Linked DNA regions of Mus musculus: regions 2, 3 and 4 are each linked to region 1. A link is a contact called in public HiChIP or PLAC-seq and promoter capture Hi-C data. All regions are on one chromosome and are shown on one strand. Each heading gives the region's core, a stretch centred on a gene start, on an enhancer-like site or on the middle of the called end of the contact. The rest is flanking DNA. Distances are from core to core; before and after follow the strand shown.

What was found. Promoter capture Hi-C pulls out the DNA fragments that hold promoters and counts their contacts. HiChIP or PLAC-seq counts read pairs in DNA pulled down with a chosen protein or histone mark.
Region 2: a contact with region 1 is called in an H3K27ac HiChIP or PLAC-seq map of extraembryonic endoderm stem cells, with 7 times the contacts expected there. The contact joins the enhancer-like site here to the promoter of Tbx3os1 in region 1. A contact is called at or near these places in 2 of 39 promoter capture datasets (hippocampal neurons and liver), 4 of 115 datasets of contacts at active chromatin or transcription factors (astrocytes, embryonic stem cells, extraembryonic endoderm stem cells and 1 more) and 1 of 9 other capture datasets (adipose tissue).
Region 3: a contact with region 1 is called in an H3K4me3 HiChIP or PLAC-seq map of embryonic limb bud, with 8 times the contacts expected there. The contact joins the enhancer-like site here to the promoter of Tbx3os1 in region 1. A contact is called at or near these places in 5 of 39 promoter capture datasets (the 3T3-L1 cell line, embryonic stem cells, hippocampal neurons and 2 more) and 3 of 115 datasets of contacts at active chromatin or transcription factors (astrocytes, embryonic forebrain and embryonic limb bud).
Region 4: a promoter capture Hi-C map of liver shows a contact between it and region 1, with 3 times the contacts expected there. The contact joins the enhancer-like site here to the promoter of Tbx3os1 in region 1. A contact is called at or near these places in 6 of 39 promoter capture datasets (the 3T3-L1 cell line, 3T3-L1-derived adipocytes, the HPC-7 cell line and 2 more), 2 of 115 datasets of contacts at active chromatin or transcription factors (astrocytes and embryonic midbrain) and 1 of 9 other capture datasets (adipose tissue).

The regions. Positions count from the first base shown.
Region 1 is chr5:119,669,767-119,673,836 of GRCm38.p6, reverse strand. It overlaps Tbx3os1 (T-box 3, opposite strand 1), which reads left to right and starts at 2,329. Exons shown (of 4, transcript NR_166476.1): 1 at 2,329-2,586. Tbx3 (T-box 3) reads right to left here and starts at 2,604. Exons shown (of 8, transcript NM_011535.3): 1 at 1,433-2,604. The coding sequence starts at 1,821.
Region 2 is chr5:118,462,790-118,466,859 of GRCm38.p6, reverse strand. Gm30746 (a long non-coding RNA gene) reads right to left here. Exons shown (of 3, transcript XR_387646.2): 3 at 3,776-3,893. Among named protein-coding and RNA genes, the nearest start is that of Gm30746, 2.8 kb to the right of the region's middle. Within about 2 kb of position 1,714, at least 261 of the 459 cell types and tissues checked have an H3K27ac peak or open chromatin away from gene starts, as enhancers often do. A contact at or near this core is called in adipose tissue and extraembryonic endoderm stem cells, where this site is marked.
Region 3 is chr5:118,536,621-118,540,690 of GRCm38.p6, reverse strand. No RefSeq gene overlaps it. Among named protein-coding and RNA genes, the nearest start is that of Med13l, 22 kb to the left of the region's middle. Within about 2 kb of position 2,345, at least 6 of the 459 cell types and tissues checked have an H3K27ac peak or open chromatin away from gene starts, as enhancers often do. A contact at or near this core is called in embryonic limb bud, where this site is marked.
Region 4 is chr5:118,661,968-118,666,037 of GRCm38.p6, reverse strand. All of the region lies in intron 2 of Med13l (mediator complex subunit 13-like), which reads right to left. Among named protein-coding and RNA genes, the nearest start is that of Med13l, 100 kb to the right of the region's middle. Within about 2 kb of position 1,922, at least 47 of the 459 cell types and tissues checked have an H3K27ac peak or open chromatin away from gene starts, as enhancers often do. A contact at or near this core is called in liver, where this site is marked.

The DNA.
Region 1 (4,070 bases), core at 1,080-3,579:
TATCTCCTTTTTTTTAATCCCAAGCCTCAAATCAAATCAATTACAGCAACCTCCTCTAAGAGAATCTACTATTTCTTAAAAACAAACAAACATGTTTGTCTATGTGGCTGTTTAGATTGCCCTCTTATAAAGAGGGATGGATTCTTAAAGTTTTTTTTTTCTTCTTCTTCTTTCCTGAATGTATTTAGTTTGAAACAACTGGAAGCAGGGTTCTAAGAACCCAGGGTTAATAAAGGTGCGGATTTTCCACCAGCTGGCTGATGAGAAAACATTAAAACTTATCGAGGAAATAAATGCTCACTTATGGACTGAGGCTGGCGAACTGTGTGCCTGTTAGAGTGAGCTCTCAGAGCCGAGGTTTAAGACAGGCTAGCGTCCGGGCCTGGTAACCCATCCGTGATTTAAGCTATAAACCACATTCCTCTACTCTGTAGGCCACTGCTGTTTAATTTCACAGAAGTGCTGGCTTTCTGTACTTTTGACTTAAAAGGAAGTGCCCGGTTATGAAAACCCGACTAAATGTCTTGTGGCTTGGAAAACGATCCCGTGCCAAACTTTGGCCTCAAGTAGCTTGGAAGGAGACCGAAAGTGGGGTTTTATTTTCGTGCCCTTCCAACTGGTATCTTGATAAACCTCAATGCTACCTACCTCTGGTTTTGTTTTTGTTTTTGTTTTTCTTAAATCGGTGGTTTTAAACACTAGTCATTGGGGTCCTTAATAGACTTATTTCGGTCAGGCAAGGGCACTAAACATTACGTAAAGTGGTAACAATATTCAAATACAAGGTGCATAGTCTCATGGGTTCCTTGGGTCTACACACATAACCTTAATTGTAAAAATTGCCTGCTACGGTTTCCCTGGGCTTGCAGACTCCGGAGATGGCAACGGGAAAGAAACCCGAAGGTCCTCCCCTCTTCCACTGATTTCTCTGTCTCACACCATCAGGCTTAGGTCCCCTTCAGCCCCAGGGACAAGGCTGAAGAGTAGAAAGGGCCTGCGGAATCCTCCCGGGTCTCCCACTGCTGTCTAAGAGGGGCTTTAAGGTCTGTCCTGGGAAATAAAATCCAACAGAAAGAACTAAACGTAAAGAATATTTCAGAATGGCTTCACAAACGGGCTTCCTGCAACAAGGTGATTTTCTCGAATGCTGCAGAAGCCGAGTGCGCGGTCTCCTTCAATGGAAAACACCCTGTATTTTGTAAGGAACCCCGGATACGAGTCCCTAGGAACCATACTGAGGGCCCGGGTAGGCTGAAACTTCCTGACCCTTAAGGCAGGGCCCTGGAGTCTCCGCATATTTGGGGGGACAGGAAGTTTTCGTTTCAAACGTCAACAGTCAGCCAGAATCTACTGTTTTAAGAGTCAGACAAAAGAGATGTGAAATTTTTCAGATGGTTTGGGGGGAGGGGTCCCCCACTGATTACTTACTTACCTTCCTGACTTCGTGATGACCATCTCTGTACCCCGCTTGTGAAACTGGTCCCAAAGTTCCTTGGCCTCCAGGTGCACCTTAGGGTCATCTTCTACGTCTTCTTCGGGTTCCATGGTCTTCAGAGGCCTCAGATGTGCCTGGGGTCCCAGGGATGAGAAAGGGATGCCGGTCTCAGCAGCCCCCACTAACTGATCCATGATGGGCTTGGCCAGAGCTCCGGGGAGCGAGAGCGCCGCGGCGCCGTTGGGAGGCAGCGTTAGCGCGGGGAAGAAAGGCGGCTGGTGGCCCAGTACCGCGCTCATGGCGAAGTCCGGCGCCCGGTGAGGTAGGAAGGGATGATAGGCCATGCTTGTCCCAGGGATAACCGGATCTCTCATGGAGAGGCTCATCCACTCCAGACAGGGAACCAGTCCGCAGCTGCTGGCTTGGCTCCGCTTTTGTTGTTGCTTTTCAAAAATAATAATTAAAAAATTCAACAGCGACGCATAGTTTTGTTTAAAATAAAAAAGAGGGCAAATTACAAATAAAGCGTTTGAAAGGGAGGGGGAAAGTGTCTTTGGGGGGAAGAGAACGCCGCTTTTAAAGAGGACAAAGCGGCAGCAGATCTGGAGACATAGCCGCTGCAGGGGCTGTCCTGGTGCGTGGAGTGTGTTGGAAAAGCCGCTCCTGGAAGTCGGTTTCAGTAGGGCAAGCAGCAAGCAGGGGCTCGACTGGCGCCCAAGCCCTGTGGCTTAGCTGGAAATAGACACTGCAGCCCTTTCCCGGGGTGGCTCCCCGGCTCCCACGCTCTTTGTTGCCAAAGCGCAAGGTTCTCGGAGACTTTTTTTTTTAACCTTTTTTTCGACTCCTTCCCCCGCCCCCTAGCTCTTCTCTGGCTTTCTCGCAGGAGGCGTCTTAGTTGAGCTAGACTCTGGCTTTCACAGGCAGCGAGATCAAGGGGGGGAGGAAAAGTCTCTCCTTTAAAAAAAAAAAAAAAAAAAAAGCGATTTAAGCCCCTTTCCAGCGGCGCTTTCAAAACTAGAACTGCGAAGCTGGCTTCGGTTCGCGATCCTCCTCTCTGGCTCCGGGCTGCGCGCAGAGTCTGGGTGGCGAGCGAATGGTGCCTGCGATCTTCTGCCTCGGGGAGCCGGCTGTCTTCCTTGTGCTAAAAAAACGTGAGCGAAATCGCTTTCCTAAAAATAATAAATTAAAAAAAAATCAGCGTCCGGGCACGCAGGGCGAGGGAGGATCAAGAAGACGGGTGCAAAAAAAAAAAAATAGGAAAGAAGGAAGAGAACGGAGTGATTGGGAGCTGGAGTAGGCAAGTAGAGGGAGGGAGAGAAAGAGAGAAAGAGAGCGAGCGAGCACCTCGCCACCCTCCTCCGCCTCTAGAATTCCCCGGGCGTCTGCTCGGCGGCTCTGGACGGTCCGGCAGCGCTGTGGGCTGCGGGAGCCCGAGGCTTGTTGATTGGCTCTTTGACGCTTTCGGACCAATTGTGTGGCTGCATAGGCGTGGTTTTCACAGGTCGAGTGCTGGGGGAATAGAGCCGAGTTATAAAAAGAAGGTGTCGGAAACTGGAACGTCGCTGCGCCGCGCGGTACTACGGCCTGTCCTGCGTTTATGTCAACATGATCAGAGGGGAGGGCGGGGAGCCACCAGGGCGCCGCGCGCTCACCAAAGTCGCCTCTAGGTGGCTGATCCAGAAGAGAGTTCGCAGCAGCCTGAGAGCTCGCCGCGGCTCCTCAGCTCAGCCTACGTCTGAAAGGCCTCAGCCATCCAAGCCGGGGGATCCGGGGAGGAGGCTGGGCCAGGGAGGAAGGGGGAGGGAGCGAGGGCGGGAGCCAGGCAGCTTGCCCGGCTTCCGAGGCGCCGGGCAGGGGCGCTCGCCTCTCGCGCGCTCCGAGCGCTACAGTTCAAGCCCGCGGCCGCTTCTCTTGTGCGGATCTGCAGCTTCTTCCCTTTCCCGGGCCCCGGGCTAGCCGAGCTGGCCGCCGAACCTCTCTTTCGGCCAATAAGCCTTAACAAAAGCTCCAGGCTCGCGTAGCTCTGAAGGGAGCCCCACATGGAACCGCCCAGCCACCTCTGAGTCAGATCCTCTAGCTCCTGCGCCCGGGTGCTTCGGATTCCCGAGCCACTAGCGCAGGGGATCCCACCAATCTTTCTGCCCGCTGCCTGCTCCCCACCCGCAGCCACGTGCAGAGACCCAAATGCCCCTTGGGATTCTGGGCCCGAACGCGCGCCGACATACTGAGACCGAGCCCCCACGCGGAAAAATAAACCACGCAAATGCATTCAAGGCCTGCGCGCCTGGCCCAGTCTACGCTCGGCTCGCTCCTTTTTTTTTTAAAAAATGTATTTACTGACCCTTTTGAGCCCAGCTCCTCTTCCATTCGGATGACGACACCAGTGTTCCACCCGGATGGGGGTGTGGGTGTAGAGAGAACGAAGCAGCTGAAACAAGTGAGCGCCTGGAACTGCGGGCCTGTCTCCTGAGAGCCTTTGCCCTCACCTCCGGGCCAGCTCGGTAGGGAGCTGCCGCTCTGGGCTTGGAGAGCTGCTCGGGGGGAGGTGCACCAGCCTCGTATCTTCCTCAGGCATCACACTTATCTCTGGGTGCCTCCGCTCCTGCTCTATCCTGGGGACTTATCGTGGCAGACG
Region 2 (4,070 bases), core at 465-2,964, 1.2 Mb after region 1:
GATCTATGGGCAATGAGTGGCAAGTTTGTTGAGCAGAAGAATCTTTGCTGCCTTGTTTCTGCCACCTGGCTGACAGTCACCTGAAGATGTGTTTCAGACCCTGGAGATATGGTGGCACAAGCCACTGTGGCTGCAGGAGATGTGCACTGTCGTTTTATGTTTCCTAGATCAGAACCAAGCTACAGCCCAGGAAACACCTGTTTCTGTAAATAAAGTTTTATTAGACAGAGCAATGCCTATTCATTTATCTATAGTTCCTGTTTCTGGGACAAAGTTGAATGGTTGCCGTGGGGACTGTGACTCACAAGCTTATTTACTATTTGGCCCTGAGCAGAAAAAGTTCACCAACCCAAGTGAGCCAGACAAAGAACCTAAGTTCAGAGACACTTAGCAACTTGCTCCAGGAACATCAGCAAGCCTAGGACAGCCTGGAGTGCCAGCCTAGAACGCCAGACTTTTAAGGGAAGTGCTTTGTCGATACCTCAAAAACCACCCTTGCTTTTGTCTCCTGGGCTGGTCTTCTACAAGGCTCTCCCACTGTTGCTGCCTTCTTGGGAGCTCCAAGGCAGCAGCTGGTGGCAGGGCTAAGGAGCACCTGAAGCAGAAAAGAGGCGGAGGAAGCCACTTCTTACAGAGTACAGCCGCGGGCTTGTTTTCTAAACACTCACTTATCAGCCAGTAGCCCACAATGAGGGGGTCCCTTGCTTAGCTGCTCTGCTGGGCCCCACTTCAGGGAGGCTGTGTCAGGGATTACACAAAGCAGGCTTCCCTCTCCGACTCCGGACCACCCCCTTGATGCAGGAGACAAAATCCCCCCCCCCGCCCCAAATCCCCACATCTAGGTGGCTCTATAGGCTCCCTCACTGGCCCATTAAGGTCCCCAACACCCCACGTTGGGGCTCTCACCCTGCCCCATCTTTACTGCATAAGACGGAATTAGCCCCTTTCTGTTTTTTTTTCCCTCTTTAATAAAGCTGTACTGTGTCCCGACGGTCGTACCCCCACTCCACCCCCACCCCCCGAGCCCCGCATTCCACCCTTCTGAGTCCTCTCCTTCCCGGGCTTTAGGAAATGTCTTAGATTCTCTCACTGGGGTGTAATGGTTAAATTGCTACCAGCTGATTAAATAGCGGCAGCCCAGGCTGTAATCCTTAGCATCCAGGAACCCGGGAAGGCAGAGCCCAGCGCCCGCACAGCCCCTCTGACCCCGCTTGGCCCCGCCCAGCTTTCCCCCTTTCATTTGTTCCAGCTGTTAACGGAATCCTCTGGGAATCCAGGGGGCCAAGGGAGGAGGATAGGGTGGAGGGGAGGAGGGACAAGAGGGGGATGTTTGGGCTCGACCCTCCAGGCTCAGCTCCAGGAGTGTTGGCCTCTAGCCCTGCCCCTCCAAAAACCACAAACACACACACACACACACACACTCATCGCTACACACAAACCTCTCTCACACGTCACACCCTGACACACCCCACACTCATTCACCCCTCCCTCTCTCCACCCCCTCACACACACTCATACCAGACTTACTCACCCTCCCCCACATACACACGCACATCACAAACCCCTACACACCCCACACTCGCTCATTCCCGACACCCTCTCTCTCTCTCTCACCCCCCAAACCTCCCTCCACGGCACACCCACCTTTGCTCACTCTTTCTCACATACACACACAGCCACCACTTCCCTGAACCCTGCACAGTCACACACGTCCTCTCACGCGCAGAAGCGCACCCTGCACATTAACTCAATGTGTGTACACAGACACCCGGAACATGGGTTCACACCCTAAAACTCCTTCCTGCTTTCTATTTTGTAGCAGGAGGACCAGAAGAAGGAGGGTCCCTTAAAGCCCCGCCCTTTCCTCCTAGAAAATCCCTCCCACTTCTAACCCCACCTTCCAAACAGGGACGGATGGAAGAGCTACCCCCACCCTATCTAGATTCAGGGTCAAGAACTCCAGGGATGCCTTGCTACGAACAGCCCAGGCTGGCCTTTTAAACTCACCAATTCTCCTGGCTCTGCCTCCTGAGTGTTGGCATTATAAGCATAAACCACCTTGCCAGGCTAGGGAATGGGGCCTGACGCATGGACCAGGACAGTAGCCTTGCAAAGTGGCTATAGGGATGAGGTGAGACAGGAACAGAGTACCCTGACCAGCCTGGCATGTGTTAATGCTTATCCAAGAGGTTTGCAGAAGGATGGGGTGCATACACCCCAGAATCATCTTCCAGTGCAAAGCTCTGAGTCCTAGACTTTCTGCCCTTTTAGACTAGCCTGGGGCCAGTGCACGCCCAGGTGAGCTGAGCCTGCACCAGCTTCAACCAGCATGCAGCTTGCTTTTCTGTCTGGTTCCCCGTGCTGTCAGTGCTGAATCTGAACTAATAATAGCTGGGCACCCAGCATCCTTGGGAAAGTTGACTTCTGTGGAAAGTTCGATTGGGAAAAGTGGAGAGAGAGCCTGACCTTCATATCCAACCCTGCCGCATGCAGGCTCAGCAACCAGACAGAGAAGAAAATGACTAGCTGTGTGGAGGAAGTGGCTGCCAAGCCAAGCACTCCGCTCTCAGGACCAGCTCTTTCCCATTGCACAGGAGACGAGGGTCCCCCAAGCGGGTCAAAGGGAGAAGCTGGGACCATGTGTGGGGCTGAGGCTGGGCTTGCTTCTATGGCTGGAGACCTTCATCTTATTTGTCAATAAAGGTGAAAGGGAAGAAGAGATCACACTGAATTCAGTTCCAAATTTCCATCCAAGTAAGGTGTCCTTAACCGAAGGCAGGGATTTCACAGACACTCTGAGGCAGCACTCCGATTCCAGGAAAGGTAAATGAAGCCCCCCTCCCCGAGGACTGCAGGGGCCATTTGTCAAAGCAGCCACCAGAAACATACACTCTACCAAAAGACGATCCTATTTTACAGATGGGAAAAATCAAACCCTGGGGAGGAAGGAGAAGGCAAGATACATACATACAGTGAAGGCAAGATGCTAGCTCCCTGGTTAGCTCACCAGGGAGTTCATCTTGTGGGGAAGAGTCATGAAAGAAGGGAGCTTTGTGTCACTATAACAAACCGACTGAGGTAGAGTCATTTGGCTCATAGAAGCCAAGAAGCAGAAAGGACCTAGGAGGACAAAGCTGCCAGTGACCCACTTCCTCCAACCAGGCCCCACCCCCTAAAGTTTCTGTCGCTTCCCAGAGTAAGTTAAACTAGAATCCCACGACACTCTGTCTCACACCCCTCTCTTTCTTTCGAAGACAGGGACTCTCTGCATAGAACCCCCGACATAGAAGTCACTAGGTCGACAGGATGGCTTCCAACTCACAGAGACCCTCCTACTTCTGCCTCCTGAGTGCTGGGGACATTAAAGGTGTGTGCCACCAGCCCAGCCTAGACCTTCCAATCCCAGACAGAGGGACATTTGCTTCCAATGGCCCTACTTGACTCTTCCCTTCTTCCTTCCCCCTTCCCTCCTTCTTCCCCCCCTTTCTTTCTTTCTTTCTTTCTTTGAGAGTTGGGCTTTCTGACTTCCGAAATCCCTCTCCAGGATTACTGCTCCTCTGTAGCCCAGTTGGCTTCCTTGTATGTGGCTTGAGCCTCATCTGATTCTCAGGAGCACAGTCGATCTCTACACATGAAAGTCACCATCATTTATTGAATTGATGCCCTACTGTGTACCAGGCATCTGGAAGTTCCCTCCATGTCCTCTCAGTCAGCCAAAAAATGCAGGTGATAGATGGGTTCTTCCTGGATGAGCACCGGGAAGCCTGAGAGCGGAAGCAGAGTTTGAACCCAGGTCTCAATCCAAACTACGGATGTTTAACATCTGTACACAGTCAGCCGCAGACGTGTCCCTCCTCCTAATCTGGTCCCCATGTCCCCACAGGGTATCCAATCTGAGAGAGCAAGGAAGCATAGTTAATGGTTAAAAATAAATAGAGAGAGAGACTTAAACTGAAACTCATTTGCATGGTGTTTTTGTTTGTTTGAAGGTCTGGGATGTAGGGCCTTGAGTACACTAGACAAGTTCTGAAATACACCTCTACCCTTTGTAAGTTATATCTCAAGCTGAG
Region 3 (4,070 bases), core at 1,096-3,595, 1.1 Mb after region 1:
CCCATGTATTTCCTTCCACTGCCCTCTTCCTGACCATGTGTGTGGTTCACATGTGGCAGCACTGTGACACATGCAAATTCTTGTGACCATTTTTACAACACCCTGAAGGTTAGAGAGATTATTGACTTGTTAATAGGACTTACTGCTCTTTCAGAGAACCTAAGTTAAGTTCTTTTGCCTCCTGATTGCTGGGGTTAGAAGAATGTGCCACCATAGTTACTTTGTGTTGTGCTGGAGATGGAACCCAGGACTTTTTTTTTTCTTTTTCAAGACAGGGTTTCACTATGTAGCCCTGGCTGTCCTGGTACTCACTCTGTAGACCAGGCTGGCCTCGAACTCAGAAATCAACCTGCCTCTGCCTCCCAAGTGCTGAGATTAAAGGTGTGTGCGCCACCACTGCCCGGCTTGGCACACAGGACTTTGAGTTATGCAAGTTGAGCACCCCACCCACTGAGCCACAACCCCAGCCATTGGGCATTATCCATGGGGATCAATGTCAACTCTAATATATTAGGGTTCTCAAGTTAAGTGAACCAGAGCTTCCTTGGTCTTCAAGAACAGATCCAATCTTCAGAGATGATTACAGAGACCTACCTTCAAGGGATCACCAAGTTCTTTGCATAAGGACCAATAAAAGTCTGAGAAATCTCATAAATAACTGGACCTCTCATGCCATTGGACAACTAGAAAGGCAAATGGTGAGAATAAAGTGGATGCAATGATAATGCCTTGAATTTCTATAATTCTTTCATGGTGGGTTGGGGTGGAAGGCAGCACCCGCACCTCGGGGACCAGCTTGGGTGGGATTAGCTTCATTAACAGCAATGGGCTGGGGTAGGTGACCCTATGAGGACTCTAAATGAGAACAAACGGTAGTGGGGAGAAAAACTGAAGCTGAATTGGGGGTGGAAGGTGAAATGAAAGTGTTACAATTAGCTAATTGGACCCAGTTCTTCTGGATACAGGCTTATCTCCCCCACTGTGCACAACGCTCCTCTCTACATCAAAGACCACCGCGTGCCTAGAGAATTGGAAACGATGTTTATAGGGTACTTTGAAGATGGAAAGTACGGTTTAAATGCTAAGTTATTATTATTACTTTAAATTTGAAATACTTTTTGGGAGGTGGGAGTTTTTAATGTGTTTGTAATTCTTATGATGGGCAGGAGCAAGGCTGTGTGGCTAGGATGAACTCAAGGAGGCCAGAAGCACACCCTATGTACCTCGGCAGCCTCGAGGAACCTGGCTCAGTACCTTGTCCTCTGTGATTGTGTTTTCCGGGAAGATGAGGGCTGTCAATCAGAGGCTGTCAGTTTATGTAAGAACATGTCTTGGGGATCTAATTGAAATACGCGATCTTTCCAGGCAGAGTTGATGGAGTTATCGCATTACAGATTTTATTTGACTCCAAGTCTCAATTCATTCCTTTGTATAGTTTCCAGTTTTCTTCATAAAACAGAAATTAGACGGAGTCTTGACATTAGAATTTCACAAAAAAGCAATCAAATCCAAATTACTCCGAAGAAGGAAAGGGCTATAAAAATGACTAAACAAAATGGAAGGAGGGAAAGAGCCCCTTCTGGAAGCCCGGGTTCATGAATTAATTTTGCTATTTGGTCCTTGGGACAAATCCAACTTAATTTAAAAGGTTGCCAGACAGAGAACACAAGGAAAAACTTTTGAGACTGTGGTTCAGAGAGAAATATTACAAAGTTTAAAAGGTTTTATTTACTTTTCTCTCCTCCCTCCTCCCCTCTTCTCTGCTTCCTCCTCTGCTCCTCCTTCTCCTCTTCTCCCTCCTTTTCTCCCTCCTCCCCTCCTGCCTCTATCCCTCCTCCCTCCCCCCACCTCCTCTCTTCCTTTGCATAGAACTCAGACAAGGGACTGGTTGGTGGCTGTCCCTTGGCTTCCCCCTGACCCAGCCGGTCATTTCTCTTTCATGTGTTCACCATGTTCTAACAGAAGGTTTTTTCTTTCAAGCACTGGAGAGGGGATTTTTTAAATTAAAAAATCATCAAAGCTTAAGTGACTCGCCTGACATAAAACTTGGACCCAACCTGGAACAGAGGCCTTGGGCCTTTTCAATTTCCTATGCTAACCAAAGCCCGAGCTGGTTTTTTTTTTTTTTTCCCCCTCTAATAATGAAAGGCACACAAGGTATCGAGTTACTAAATGGCTTTTAGCCTCTTGAAACTCAAGCGAAGGAAAATCTCATTAATCTGAACTCTGCTAATAACGGAATTTGTTACAATTCGACCTGGTTAAACTGCACTTTACCGTGGGATTACCCAAGAAGGCAAGTTGACCAGAGAGCAGCCATGCTAGAAGGTTGCTCAGGGCAGGGCTTAGGTGCAATCTCATCTAAGAAGTTGTCTTAAATCACTCACCATCTCCCTTTTCTAAATCAACCCTTGCCCAACCCAAAAAACCACAATTCAATGCTGACTTGATCGAAGGGGAAACATTGTTACCCAGAAGCCCTTTCGCTGCTAAATTCTCCTCTGTCCTTGGGAGAAAGAAAAGTTTGCCCCAGCACCTGGGAAACTGAAACAGGAGAAACACTTAAGATGAGGGGTTCAGGGACATCTTCAGCTGCAGAGCGAGCTAGAGGCCAGAGGTCAGCCTGGATCGCATGAGACACTGTGTGTGTGTGGGGGGGGGGGGGGGGGACGGACGGAAAGAAGGAAGGTAGGGAAGTGGGAGGAAGGAAGGAAGGAAGGAAGGAAGGAAGGAAGGAAGAAGTGGGGATGGGTGGGGGTGGGGTTCCTCCTGGGAGGCTGGGGAGATAGTAAAATTGTTTCCTATGCAAGCATGAGAATTTCAGTTCAGTCTCTCCAACTGTAAACAATCAGGGCTAGGAAAGTAGACACGAGAGGGTTCCAGGAGCTTGCTGTCCTGCTGGGCCAGCTGAACTGATATTGCAGCGAGAGACTCTGTCTCAAAAAATAAGGTGGAGCACAGTTGAGGAAGACAGCTCTTCCACCCCCCAGACAGATCTGCCTGCTCCCAGCAACCCTTATGAATGAAGGAGGCTTTGCTGAAGCAGGAAGATCGGAGGTCTCGAACTGCAGGAGACAACTTCTTCCCCCTCAAAGGCAGCAGACTGCACCAAGCACTTTCCGGTTTCTTCTCACTGTGCTTGGAAGCAGTAAGTTCTCAGGGCACAGCCCTACTGTCTGTGAAGGTAGTCTGTGTAGCCAGAAGAAGTCAGAAACAGCTCCCAACACCGCTGGCACCAAAAGACAAGTTAAGATGATCAAGGGAAAAGGAAGGGAACGTGAATAAATGAACTGATGACATCTTGCCACTTCAGGAGAGGCTGTGGGTGTGAACCAACATTGAGGCAGGGACTAGTGCCTCAAATTCTAAGCTAGCCTGGGCTACCTACTGAATTCAAGGCTATCTTGAGCTATGGAGAACGGATATATATACACACACATATATCTCCTTTTTCTACACATATATATACACACAATATATATATGTAGGTGAGTGGATAGATATGCAATCAAGAGAGATGAATGGACATGAAGATTTAATAAATGTGAATGTGGATGGATTAATGGGAGCCCCATCCTGCTAAGCAAATGTCTCGCCCCTTAGTTGCAACCCCAGCCCTCCAAGCTCAGTCTCCTAGATCAGTGGAACAAACCCATTTCTAATCCACTGCCTTAGCCACCTTCTTGGCTACGATTTTCACCTCTAGCTTCCTCTGGTCCTTGTAGCATCTATGAAGCCTGGTTGTCAGGGGCAGATGACTAGAACTGGACCTGGTGGTAGCTAGGTCAGTCATCCCAGCCATGTGGCAGTCTGAGGAAGGAGGATTGAAAGCTCAAGGCTTTCCTGGCTCACAAAGCAACTTCAAGGGCAGTCTGGGCAACTTAATAAGACTCCAAGTCAAAATAAAGACTACCAAAAGGACTGGGCATGTGGCTCATGATATGTAAACATGAGGTTCTAGGGTCAGCCCCCAAATTGAAAAATATTTTTAAAAAAAATCCTGGACAGCCCAAGGCTCAGATGTCAGCTCAGCTCTGACCCTTTGTAACATTATGGTTGTGAGAAGGAAA
Region 4 (4,070 bases), core at 673-3,172, 1.0 Mb after region 1:
ACAGTTTGAAGCTAATATTGTATATAATTAGCGTTTTAAAAAACAATTACTTTTTAGGCTTTCCATAGCATTACTGTACTTTACATTACAAATGTGCTACAAAGCGAAAAGGAATTCACACACATGAACAGTGAAAATACGATGCCACTATATGTATGCGTACACATGTACACACACACACACACACACACACACACAATTTTTGGTTTAAATGTACTCTAACAACCTAAATACTGCTATTGGGCTTCCAATCTTTCAAACTTGCAATTGGCTACAATCAATTCTGCTAAATCTCTTAGCAAAATCAAATTACTCTTTACCTTCAAGGAGAGGAATGTGTAACTTCTCCATGGAGTTAGTTTATTTTCTATTATCTGAACAAAATACTTTAGGTTCAATACAACGCACATCTATTGGTCCACCTTACAATGCTGCATTTGTCAGGACTCCGTAGAGAGAAACTCACCAAAAAACTTCTGGTAGTGTGCTGCAGTTTCTTGCCACTTCTGCAGACTCCAGCCAATTGGCAGAGTGATGTCAGCTGAGACAAACGCACATGCTGAGGCAAGACCCAAGGCAGGGATAAATAGGACTCGACTCAATAGACAGTGATGAAAAAGCAGCTTAGCGCACTTATACAGGTAGGTAGCTAGCTAGCTGTGCAACGCCTGTGGGTCTCACATCTTTGCTGATCTTCGTTTCTCTGAGGCATCACTGAGAACTCATGGTCCCTCCTGCTGACTAGCACTGAGGCTGAGGCCTGCCTGTCTCTGCTCGGCAGTGCCACTGCCTGCTATCTCGACTACGGAACTGGACTGTTGGTGCATCTGTGAAGTGTTTGGGAGTGGATCCAGCTGCTGCCGCTGCTGACCTGCAAACTTAACTGCAAATTTCCAGACAACACAGATGGGAGTGGCTCCAAAAAACCTTTCTTAACAGGTCCACTTACCCTGTATCCTTTCTTTTCCACTACTTCTAGTGGGTGGTCGGCTACAAGGGAGATTAAAGTGTTTAAGAACCATCATTAAAAATATGTTTTGGAAAAAAATTAAAGTTGCACAGCCTTAACAAGGCACCCACAGATGATGCACTGGAGAAAGCATGGGAGTAGCCAGGCCCAGAAAAGCAGAAAGCTAGGAAGGAGCTGCTGGCTCCAGCGGTGCTCTCCAAGGTCTTTCCAGCTCTGGCCCCACTGACCTGTCAAGGTGCACTGTGGTGTCAGCCTCTAGGACAGAAATTCAGGACTAGTCCTCAACAGTCTCATACAACCCGGAACACAAACCAGTACTGCAGTTCAATTGGCATTTGGAGGGCTAGCTTTGAATCTATGCATCATTTAAAAGCTTCTTCATGAAGAAAAAAAATGTATTTGCCAACTATTTAGCTTATATTACCTTGCTAATCACATGATGAAATTTTCTGTCAACTGATGTATGATACTAATTCTTCACTCCACGATTTAAAAGCTAGCTACGTTATTAGACAGCACACCAATCAAGAAGTACTTCATTAGTGCTATTTAATCTGAACCAATCAGCAAACTTTTTGAATTTCCTATAATATTAGGGAACAGGTCAGGTTGCTGAATAATTCATTTATTTTGCATACAATTTTCTGCATATTACATACGAAAATTTTTAAACTTTAATCAACTGTGCTTCAAAAAGAACAGAAACACAGAAGAATCCCTCTTGCAACCACAGTGCTGCCACGATGACTGGACTGAACATCAGCCACAGAAGAAGCACAGCTGTGAGCACTCTGAGCTCGTAAGTACTCGCCCACAGTAAACCACGCTCACAGTAAACCACGCCTTGTCCACAGCTCGCTTGCTCAATCACTTGGAAGCTTACTTACCCTGGGGGATGGCAGAAAGCACTACTGCTGCTGGCAGGCCATCCTAAGTGTACCTGCCCCTGGGGCCACATTTGACTTCTACTTCTACTGCACTACACCAGCCTTCTGCCTCCAGCTTCACATCCTCTGCCAGCCATGCTTGCCTAACCTGGGCCCCTTGAACCCAGGTGAAGCCCTTTCACCTTCCCTCCCTTTGATCAGCCACAACAACAGTTAAGAACAATGTCTGTCTCTCACCTGTCTTCTCGCCATTGCAGAGGGGACAAGTCAGCCTGCACAGACACAAAATCTTCCACTAAGAAAAAAAATTACAGCCCAGAAAACACTCAATCCCATGTTACTCAGCCCATATGCAGAGATGTGTGTGTCCATGAGCTGGGCCGTGTAGAGTTCAACACACGCTCCACCACAGAGCTACTCCCCATGAAGTGAATCTCCTCAAGTTTACGGTGTTAAAACAGCCAGCTTTAAGTTATGAGAGCCCACCCCAGGAAGGCGCATTTCTAAGCAATGTCGCTGATGGTTCACCTTCACAACACAGCACTTACTCTAGGTCCAACTCCACAGGTACCATTCACTATCAACAAGGAAGGACACTTTGTCACTATCACTTCATAATGTCCCACCAATCATGGTTGGTAAAATTAAATTGTAGCACATCAGTACAGGTGGCTGATGAGATTTCTTCTTCCATATTCCACAGGATCAGCTACAGCCACACCTATAAAAGCTCAGAAAACTTTACTTTTTTGGAAAGGCAGGGGTAAAGAGACAAGAAAGAAAGAAAGAAAGAAAGAAAGAAAGAAAGAAAGAAAGAAAGGAGGGAGGGAGGGAGGGAGGGAGGAGGGGAGGGGAGGGGAGGGGAGGGGGGAGAAACCCTTCAGGTAAACATTGCAGAATCACTGCCCAAGGACCTCAGCAGCTGACCTGATTTTCTCCCTGTCCATCAGCATCAGTGTAACAGCTCTCCTCAAACATCTCAAACTCATTCATTTACATCAAACTGTGATTCAACAATTTTTAAAACTGAATTTGTGATTTTTAATCAAGCATAATTTAGATGTGTATGAACTGATTATAACTTTAATTTGAAAGACAATGTTTAGAAGGTTTATTTTGTATCCGAGGACATTCTAACTGGACAGTTTATACTGTGGGCAGAGCCATAATGAGATAGGTTATGACCCCCTCCCCTTTAGTAGACCCACTTTAAAAAGGTGACGAGATGAAACTGAAAGACACAGGCTGCCCTCAAGTGATATTCTTCCATCTGCCCGACGCCCCTCGCATAAACAGGACAGGGAGGACATTTACCTCAAGGTCCTTACCAAAGCTCAGCCCCACTAAGCACCATAGCAGTGCTTTCTCCACAAGAAATAAGAGATGCTGGGATCATGGGCAATGCTGGTTATCCAAGGCAACAATCACATCCATATCTATCTATCTATCTATCTATCTCTCTCTCTCTCTCTTTCTTTGTTTTTTGTTTTGTTTTTTTTTTTTTTGAGACAGGGTTTCTCTGTGTAGCCCTGGCTGTCCTGGAACTCACTTTGTAGACCAGGCTGGCCTCGAACTCAGAAATCCGCCTGCCTCTGCCTCCCGAGTGCTGGGATCAAAGGTGTGTGTGTGTGCGCTTATGTTTAATAAGTACACCACCACGCCGGCCACACCTCTTTCTTAAGTGACAAAAACAGATTAAACACATTAATTGTAAAACTCAGTCTCCTTTGAAAGTGACCATATCTGTATAAATTTAAGGAAACAAACAAACAGAAACTACCTTGGCCACACTGGAATAAAAAGTGTGTGCTGCTTTGCTTTACTGCAGGTTAAGAGTATTATTTAAATAAAGTTCCAGATTACATAGTTTCAATTCTCTACTTTCTGTAACAACCTGACCAAAAATCTTCCTGGTGGTGAGATGTTCTTATACTCTGAAACCCTATTCTCCAGAAAATAAGCACCTTTGATAACATATCAACTTTTCCTGAAATTACCAATGAGCAGGTGAAGCCATTAAAACTGAAAGTCCGTCTTAAAAGGCAAGCTTGTCAAAGAGAATGAGGACATCAGGGAGCCTGGCTTTCCGCACTGGGCTCCCTGAGCCAGAGCATTGGGTGGCTGTGGCAGCAGACAGAGAGAGGCGTGAGGGTGGGGACAGGACGAGATGCTCATCAATGCTGCATCCGTCCTACACCAGACAACATAAGCAC